Regions from separate parts of the Mus musculus genome. Here region 2 is linked to region 1. The links are chromatin contacts, called in public HiChIP or PLAC-seq maps. All regions are on one chromosome and are shown on one strand. Each heading gives the region's core, a stretch centred on a gene start, on an enhancer-like site or on the middle of the called end of the contact. The rest is flanking DNA. Distances are from core to core; before and after follow the strand shown.

What was found. HiChIP or PLAC-seq counts read pairs in DNA pulled down with a chosen protein or histone mark.
Region 2: a contact with region 1 is called in an H3K27ac HiChIP or PLAC-seq map of embryonic stem cells, with 10 read pairs. The contact joins the enhancer-like site here to the promoter of Mdm4 in region 1. A contact is called at or near these places in 5 of 15 datasets of contacts at CTCF or cohesin (CD8 T cells, the G1E-ER4 cell line, embryonic stem cells and 1 more), 90 of 484 Hi-C or Micro-C datasets (the 4T1 cell line, the 63-12 cell line, the AML12 cell line and 61 more), 31 of 115 datasets of contacts at active chromatin or transcription factors (the 230-238 cell line, CD8 T cells, the HPC-7 cell line and 23 more) and 5 of 9 other capture datasets (adipose tissue, embryonic stem cells, embryonic tail and 2 more).

What each region holds. Positions count from the first base shown.
Region 1 is chr1:133,022,881-133,027,452 of GRCm38.p6, forward strand. It overlaps Mdm4 (transformed mouse 3T3 cell double minute 4), which reads right to left and starts at 2,536. Exons shown (of 11, transcript NM_001302801.1): 1 at 2,368-2,536. It overlaps Gm41953 (a long non-coding RNA gene), which reads left to right and starts at 3,853. Exons shown (of 3, transcript XR_878532.1): 1 at 3,853-4,350. It also overlaps the pseudogene Gm29257.
Region 2 is chr1:133,082,236-133,086,807 of GRCm38.p6, forward strand. It overlaps Pik3c2b (phosphatidylinositol-4-phosphate 3-kinase catalytic subunit type 2 beta), which reads left to right. Exons shown (of 33, transcript NM_001099276.2): 13 at 2,583-2,750; 14 at 3,266-3,377. Among named protein-coding and RNA genes, the nearest start is that of Gm51647, 9.1 kb to the right of the region's middle. Within about 2 kb of position 2,241, at least 77 of the 459 cell types and tissues checked have an H3K27ac peak or open chromatin away from gene starts, as enhancers often do. A contact at or near this core is called in the 230-238 cell line, the 63-12 cell line, B cells and 13 more, where this site is marked.

The DNA.
Region 1 (4,572 bases), core at 1,286-3,785:
CATCTTAAGGAATTCTGTCTTAAAAGCATATTTAGCCGGGCGGTGGTGGCGCACGCCTTTAATCCCAGCACTTGGGAGGCAGAGGCAGGCAGATTTCTGAGTTTGAGGCCAGCCTGGTCTACAGAGTGAGTCCAGGACAGCCAGGGCCAGGGCTATACAGAGAAACCCTGTCTCGAAAAAGAAAGAAAGAAAGAAAGAAAGAAAGAAAGAAAGAAAGAAAGAAAGAAAGAAACAAACCAACCAACCAACCAACCAACCAACCAACCTACAAATACAACCAATGAGGACCCAGCTAAATAAAGTGTATCTGACAACCACTCTGGATATCAATCTGGCAGTTCCTCAGAAAATTGGACATAGTAATACCGGAAGATTCAGCAATACCACTCCTGGACATATACCCAGAAGATGCTCCAACTTGTAATAATGACACATGCTCTACTATATTTAGAGCAGCCTTATTTATAATAGCCAGAAACTGGAAAGAACCCAGATGCCCCTCAACAGAGGAACGGATACAGAAAATGTGGTACATTTACACAATGGAGTACTACGCAGCTATTAAAAACAATGAATTTATGAAATTCTTAAGACAAATGGATGGATCTGGAGGATATCATCCTGAGTGAGGTAACCCATTCATAAAAGAACACACATGATCTGCACTCACTGATAACTGGATATTAGCCCAGATAATCAGAATACCCAAGATACAATTTGCAAAACACATGAAACTCAAGAAGGAAGACAAAAGTGTGGATACTTCGATCCTTCTTAGAAGGGGGAACAAAATACCTATGGAAGGAGTTACAGAGACAAAGTTCGGAGCAGAGACTGAAGGAATGACCATCAAGAGACTGCCCCACCTGGAGATCCATCCCATAAACAACCACCAAACCCAGACACTATTGCAGATGCCAACAAGATTTTGCTGACAGGAACCTGATAGAGCTGTCTCCGGAGAGGCTCTGCCAGTGCCTGGCAAATACAGAAGTGGATGCTCACAGCCATCCATTGGACAGAGCACAGGGTCCCCAAGGAAGGAGCTAGAGAAAGGACTGAAGGAGCTGGAGGGGTTTGCAGTCCCAAAGGAGGAACAACAATATGAACTAACCAGTACCCCCAGAGCTCCCTGGGACTAAACCACAAATCAAAGAAAACACATGGTGGGACTTGTGTCTCTAGCTGTATATGTAGCAGAGAATGCCCTAGTCGGTCATTAACGGGAGGTAGGGCCTTGGTCCTGTGAAGGTTCTTTGCCCCAGTATAGGGGAATGCCAGGGCCAGGAAGCGGGAGTGGGTGGACTAGTGAGCAGAGGGAGGGAGAGAGGATAGGGGATTTTCGGAGAGGAAACTAGGAAAGGTAAATAAAGAAAATAGCTAATTAAAAAAAACGAAACAGGAGTTGTTTGTGGTCTTGACCAGTACAGTAAAAGAATACTGAAAGTAATACTTTGGACCTAAACAAACTTTTTTCCTAGCAGAAATGTATGAAGGAGGAGACTAAACTTGGATATGCAGCAACTGACAGCATTATTAAACGTTTCAAATATCTTTGACACATGTCGTGCCTGTCATTAGGTAGAGGTTCCTAATCCACAAAGACCTTTCTTGAGTAGGACAAGACAGGCATTGTTTTATCCAGATGTGTCATAATAAGAGTGGTGTCAAAATCTGGGGATGTACAAGCATCGTTGGGTGGTGTGCTAATTAAAGTTCATATTCGTGGTCCCGGTGAGGTAGAGGAGCAGGCTGTTTTGGAGGCAGGGGCAGATGACTGTGAATTTGAGGTCAGCCTAGTCTATACAGCAAGCTCCGGGTTAGCCAGGGCCGGCCACAGTGAGATTCTGTCATAATAATAATAATAATAATAATAATAATAATAATGAGATTCTGTCTCAATAATAATAACACAACATATTCGTGAAGAATATTTTTTTAATTTTTTAAATGCCCCAGGTCCGTATGAAGACCGCAAACAAGTATCTTTCACACACTAAAGCAGACAATTTGCAGCCCTAGAAATTATTTAAATCTTAAGTCACGCCAATGACACTCTCCAGGTCTCTCTCTACGACTCCTTTCCTTCAAAGTGCCTCACCCACCCCGCAAAGTGGAAGAGCAAATAAAAGATCAACCCCTTCACTTCGCTTTCAGTCTGTTAACTGTGGACTCCGTTTCACCACACTCCATTTTCCTCCACCCCGGGGTCGAAGCGCCACCCTTCCCCCACAGCCCCTTCCACGGCCCCGCGGCCCACGCCGCCCTCCGCGCCCCAGGCTCCTCCCGCCCGGTTCCTAGCTCCGAAGCCTCCGGACCTTCTGTCCGCTCCCCCGGCCCCCCGCGGGCCAGACCCCAACACCACACCTTACGGCCGCTCCATGAGTCGCTCCCCCTCCTAGCTGGGGGAGGGGTGGCAGCCGGAGACCCTAAGGCCTGCACTGCATTTTGAAACTGCGAGCAACGGCAGCACCACTTCCGGCCTCTCAAACCCAGCGTTCGCAAGAGCTTCCGGGGAGGCCGGGGGAACCATAGAGCGGACCCTGGAGGACTAGAGAGCTAGAAAGGCTGAAGAATCTACCATTGAGTACACACTAGTCCGGGAAGAGAGCCTCCGGACCTCCGAGGTCAGACAGAGATAGTTTTCTATTTTATTTTACTATTGAGTCAGGGATTCTCTGTGTAGCTCTAGCTGTCCTGGAATTCACTATGTAAACCAGACTGCCTCCCGAGTGCTGAGATTTAAGGCTTGCCACAGCATACCTTGCTTGCATAAAGAGGTTTTGAAAGAAAATAGAGGCTGGTCGTGGTGGCGCACGCTTTTGATCCCAGCACTTGGGAGGCAGAGGCAGGCGGATTTCTGAGTTCGAGGCCAGCCTGGTCTACAAAGTGAGTTCCAGGACAGCCAGAGCTATACAGAGAAACCCTGTCTCGATCGAAAAAAAGCGCCGCAAGACCGGGGGGGGGGGGGGGGGGGGTTAAGCGAAAACCCTGCCACAAGAAGCGAAAGTATGAGCTGGGACGGCCCGCTGCCAACACGAAGATTGGCCCTCGCCGCATACACACAGTCCAAATTCGAGGAGGCAATAAGAAGTACCGTGCCCTGAGATTGGATGTGGGGAACTTTTCCTGGGGCGCTGAGTGTTGTACTCGCAAAACAAGGATCATTGATGTTGTCTACAATGCATCCAACAACGAGCTTGTCCGCACCAAGACCCTAGTGAAGAACTGCATCGTGCTTATTGACAGCACGCTGTACCGACAGTGGTACGAGTCCCACTATGCACTGCCCCTGGGCCGCAAGAAGGGGGCCAAGCTGACTCCTGAGGAGGAAGAGATTTTAAACAAAAAACGATCAAAGAAAATTCAAAAGAAATATGAGGAAAGGAAAAAGAATGCCAAAATCAGCAGCCTCCTGGAGGAGCAGCTCCAGCAGGGCAAGCTTCTCGCCTGTATTGCCTCACGACCAGGCCAGTGTGGCAGAGCAGACGGCTATGTGCTCGAAGGCAAGGAGCTGGAGTTCTATCTGCGGAAGATCAAAGCCCGGAAAGGCAAATGAGCCTCATGCGTAGTGTAATAAAGGTGTCTGCTGTTCTATTAAAAAAAAAAAAAAAAAAAAAGACAACTTCCATATCCCATCTCTAGTCTTCTCATTTCCCTACAAGCTAACCCTTCCTGATCCTTTGACTACTTTTCTTTTTTTTGACATGTCAATGAGCCAGCTTACTCCCTGGTCGTTATTTTCTGGACAAGAATTTGTGTTAAGATGTGGATCCCAGAAAGAGATGTTTTTTGAGACAGGGTGTAGCCCTGGCTGTCTTGGAACTCACTTTGTAGACCAGGCTGGCCTTGAACTCAGAAATCTGCCTGCCTCTGCCTCCGGAGTGCTGGGATTATTAAAAGGCGTGCGCCACCACACCCGGCTACAGATGCATTCTTATACAAAGAAAATGGGACCTGATCTCCCGTACACACATTGTATGCTCCCTACTATATTTTGGTTGGGCGAATTATTTAGTTGGGCTTTTTGGAGGATCATACAAATTCATTATTTCCAATGTAAACATTACCCGTTTTGTTTTGTTCTGTTCTAGACAAGGTCTTACTATATAGCTCTGACTATCCTGGAACTCACTATGTAGACTAGGCTGACCTGGAAACTCAAGAGATCTGCCTGCTTCTGCGTGTCTGCTGCTAGGCATAAAATCTTATTGCCTCTGCTCCCAGCTCCTGTTTATAACCTTTCCCCACTGGAAGATCCAGAGTTCCTTGAAGGAGCTGAGGTGGTGATTCTCTTTCTGAAGTTGCGGACAATGAGCTTAAAGTCAGCAGAGTTTCCTCAGAAGAGAGGTAAGGGCACTTATAGGCAAATACCAGCCAACTATTCCCCTCTCTCCTTTTGCAACCACTTTTGTTTGCTTACATTGCTTTGGTTCTCTTCTGTTTTGGAGACAGGGTCAGTCACATTTTGCAGTCCTGATGGCCTGTAATGTATGATATAATGCAAGCTGTCTGGAATTAGAGTCAGTCCTCTGCCTGCCAAACTCTGGGAGTACAAGCATGACCCACCAT
Region 2 (4,572 bases), core at 991-3,490, 59 kb after region 1:
TAGATTGTCTTATAAAGGTACTAGAGGGAAGGCATAGCCTGTTTTCACACTTAGGTCATTCTTAGAGCAGTAATGAAGTACAGCTTTTGCTAACAAACACTAGAACGCCCCGACACCCTGCAGACAAGGTAATGGCATGAAGGGGCTCCTGAGAAGCAAGCGAGGCCTGTAATACCAGGAAGCTGGGGCAGAATGGCTGTGAACCTGAGGGCAGATTGGACGACGTAGTGAGACCTGGGTTCAGTTTGGAATACCAAAGTCAAGAGTCTCCATTGAGACTCTTATCCTCACTAAGCACTGGACCTGGTCCCTGACAGAGTATGAGGTATGGACACAGCCCAGCCTCCCACGTGGGTGTCCTTCCATGCTAGGGTCAAGATCTCTACCTTGTTACGCAGGACCAGGCCCTGTGGGAGGTGGTTTCTCTATGTAGCCTTGGCTGTCCTGGAACTCACTCTGTAGACTAAGCTGGCCGTGAACTCACAGAGATCCACCTGCCTCTGCCTCCCATGTGCTGAGATTAAAGGCCTGCACCGCCACACAAGCCTCTTAGTCCTTCTTAATGAAGGCCAAGGCATGTGGGAAAAGGCATGACATGCTGAAGGTCTGGACTCAACTTTGAGCCAGCCATCCTCAGTAGATGACAGACAGCCTGCAATGGAGGCAGTTCTAGGAGTGCTCTCCAAGATTTGGCAGAGTTGTTAGGACACTAAGAAAACAACTTGCTCAGTGGTAGAGAGTTTGCCTAGATTCATGAGTGGCGCAAAGATGAAACAAACCAATAAATAGGAAAGTACTTTGGATAGCTGAGCATGGGGTGCCACACCTGTACTCCAGCACTTAAAACACTAAAGCCAGAGGATTGTTACGAGTTCAAGACCAGCCTAAGTGAAATAATGAGATAAGACAAGAGAGACAGAGAGAGGGAGCGATAGACTGAGAAAGGGAAAGAGACCAAACCTGGTCCACCATCTACTGCTTGGTAAGCAAATGCACTCTCCTTTTCTGTCCTCATCATCTAAGCTCTGACCGTCTCAGTTCCTGTTTCTCTGTTCCAGGTGGCTGGCAGTGACTAATGCCCAGGGGGATATTTGTGTGAAAATGCTATCTATGTCACATCAGCCAGGTCCAGAGTAATAACTAATATCACACAGCAGAAAGAACCCAAACTATATAGGCTGCTCTTCTCCTGGTGAGCGTGCCAAGGGCGGAGCTGTCAGTTCAGATGCTCAAGATTGTGAGTGGCCAAGCAGGAGCCCCACCCAGCACCTCACAACCCCAGTAGCCCCAGTGCTATAGTGTTGGAGAAGGGCTCACCGAGAGGAGAATTTCTTAGGCCAGAAGACTCAGCTCTTCAGGAGAAGTAGTGGTTCCTTTGACCAAGCCGAGGCATAGGGTTAGAAAGGTCATATTGGAATCCCAGATACACTGGGACCTGAGGAAGGGGAGGCCTTGCCTGCTTCTCTGTATTATGGTTTCAGTAAGGCAGTTTGCCCCTTCCTTCTTTCTTTCCTTCCTTCCTTCCTTCCTTCCTTCCTTCCTTCCTTCCTTCCTTCCTTCCTTCTCTCCTTCCCACGGCAAGGTCTCATACTCATGCAGACTTAAATTGACCTTGAAATCCCAGCCGTCCTCCTGCCTCAGCCTCCCAAGAGCTGGGATTACGGCCATACCACGGGTCAGCTCTTCCTCTTGTTGGATGACCAGACCAACTTCCTCTCCCTGGCTGTGGGGTCAGCTGCTTCTCCCTCCCACTGTAGTTGGATGGACATGGGATCAGCTTGCTCTCAAAATAGGCCCAGCAGCCATGCTCTGTCACCTCCGGCCAGACCCAGCCTGGCATATCCCCTGGCTGCTGAAGGGGCCCTAATTATAGCTGTGGGGCCCCCAGGGTAGAAGCAGCTGGGGCAGAGCCGGATTGTGCCAGTCTGCGGCTGCTGAGTGCCTTCTTTGAGTGGAGACTTTCCCCAGGAGTGAGGGGCAGTGAAGAGGGAGGCTGCCTTATCTGTGACCTCTGACCTTGGGGGTGGCGGCCCTGCCTCTGTGCCCTTTGGGTGTAGCAGCAGTCGGGCCTAGGGCCAGCCAGGAGGGTGTGGCAGTGTGGACTTTGGCCCAGGGACAGCTTCCCGGAAAGGTAACAGGGTGGGCCCTGGCTCTCTTTTCCCCAGCCCCTCAGCTCTCTCCACCTCCCCACACCCAAATCTCCTTACCCTGAACTCAGAGGGTGTGGCTGGGTGTGGCCCCGTCAGGGCGGACCGTGAAGAACATCTGGCCTTGAGCGCTGCTTATGCTGCTTATGCGTGTCTTGGCCTGGCCTGTTTCCTTTCTCACTCTTCTCTGAAAAGCCCCTTCTCTTTTTTCCCATGACTCTGTTTTGGGGGGTCCCTGGGGCTAGGAAAGGTGGGACAGAGAACCTGGTGCTTCTTCCTAGAGAGGCTCTTGAGACTTGTCCTGGTCCCTTGGGAGGCATGCCTTGGGACATATGTGACACCCGAGTGGAAGGCTGCTTCTCTGCTTGTACTTTACACCCCCCGCCCCCAGCCCCCCCCCCCAAGGCTGTTGACTTTGATCCCCTTGTTTCCTAGGATCTGCTTTCCAGTGCAGGTGAACAGGCTACCTCGGGAGACTCTGCTGTGTGCCACACTCTATGCCCTGCCCGTTCCCCCTCCTGGGGGTTCCTCTGAAGCGAATAAGCAGAAGCGGGTGCCTGAAGCTCTGGGTTGGGTCACTACCCCTCTCTTCAACTTCAGGCAGTACGTGTGAGCGCCAGGGGAACAGCTTCTAGCCTTGGAAGGGAGCAAGGGGGATGGAGATAAAGCCTGGTAGTTATACTCGGTACTCCCTGAGAAGGGTTGGCCACATGGCGCTCACTGTGAAGCCCAGAGGTCCCCATCCCTGTAGAGAAGTCAATGCACAGAGCTGGTGACCCGGACTATTGATGTAACCTGGCAGGTGGGGGAGGGGCGTGGGAAAACACTATCCCTGTAACAAGTCACGGGGTCCTGTATCAGAAGGACTTCAGAGGTCATCTACCCAGGCACGGAGACACCCCTGCCAAAGGGTCACCTGAGTGGCAAGCTCAGAGAGGCTTTCTGCCATGGGAGCCCTCCTAGAGCTTGAAGTAAGACCTGTGGCCTCTGGGGATAATCCAAGGGACAGGAGTGGGGGAGAAGCTTCAACTAGAAAAGGTTTGGGGACAAGAGAGCAGGAGAGAAACCCCCAGCGTAGGCACCGCTTGTTGGCTCATCTTACCCTCCTTCTGCCTTAGAGTCTTGACCTGTGGTCGAAAGCTCCTGGGCTTGTGGCCAGCGACACAGGAAAACTCCGGTGCCCGCTGGAGTGCGCCTAATTTCCACCAGCCAGACAGTGTTATCCTGCAGGTGAGACCCAGCTAGGAACTCTGGGCATGGGATGAGATGTGGCCAAGCATCTCAGTAAATGGGAGAGCATGAGTCGAAGACATCCCCCTCCCTCAATTTCACAGCATCCTCTAAAGTTAGGTCTGAGGCCTTCTCCACCCATGGCTCCCCTTGCTTTGAGACCTCATGTTTCTAGGTCAGATCCAGCTGGGCGCTCCCTTCTCTTAGGGCTCAAGGGAAAGTGTTCCCACTAGTCACTCAAGGGACATGTTCTCTTTGGAGGGAGGGTGGGAGAGAAGCTGCCTCAATCCTGGTTGTGATTCCCATTTCTCGAGCCCATGAGATGCTGTGGTGTGGAATAGGGGGTGGCAAAACCAACAGACAGTGAAGAAGAAAGATCCAGAATACAACTCCATTAGCAGATGGTTTTACCTTTGGCTCTGCCCGGTACGGGTCAGGTGCTGAGTGAGAGAGCAGAGCCCCTTAGAGAACCGAACCGGATTGTTCAGCTCTGATGCCCACTTTAGGAGGATGTATGTTTTGGTGGCTCAGAGCAGATGATCACAGGCCCTAGAGTTAATAGAGCCTTCACTCACTGTGTGCTACCAGATCCAGACAGGCTAGGATGCCTCTGGGACCACACAAGGAGGTCCCCAGCTTCAGCCTGGGTACTCTCAGTGGCTTGCCCTGTCAATGCCGTTCAGGGTTTTGAAGTGGGGCCTATCCTGTCTTCCTTAAGCATCTCAACTCAGCCTTTCCCTACCTTCCCCATTGTTCATTTTTGATTCGTTTTGGGGTTTTTTTGTTTTGTTTTGGTTTCTTTGTTTGTTTGTTTGTTTGTTTGTTTGTTTGTTTTTTGAGACAGGGTTTCTCTGTGTAACAGTCCTGGCTGTCTTGGAACTTGCTTTGTAGTCCAGACTAGCCTTAAACTCTCAGAGAGTTAACCCAGCCCATGTTTCCTTTTTTTTTTTTTTTTTTTTGAGGGGAAGATTTGGATGAAACAGGGCCTCTCTATCTATGATTGCTGACTGGCCTGGAACTTACTGTGTAGATTGGGCTGACCTCAAATTTGCAGCGATGCTCCTGCCTCAGTCTTTCCGAGTACTAGGATTATTGGCGTGACCCACCACACTAGGCTTCTTATGGTTGCCTTTCAATTTTTGCTGAAAGTTACAGCTGGGATTTTGGGGATCACCACAGACATCAGGGTTATTTT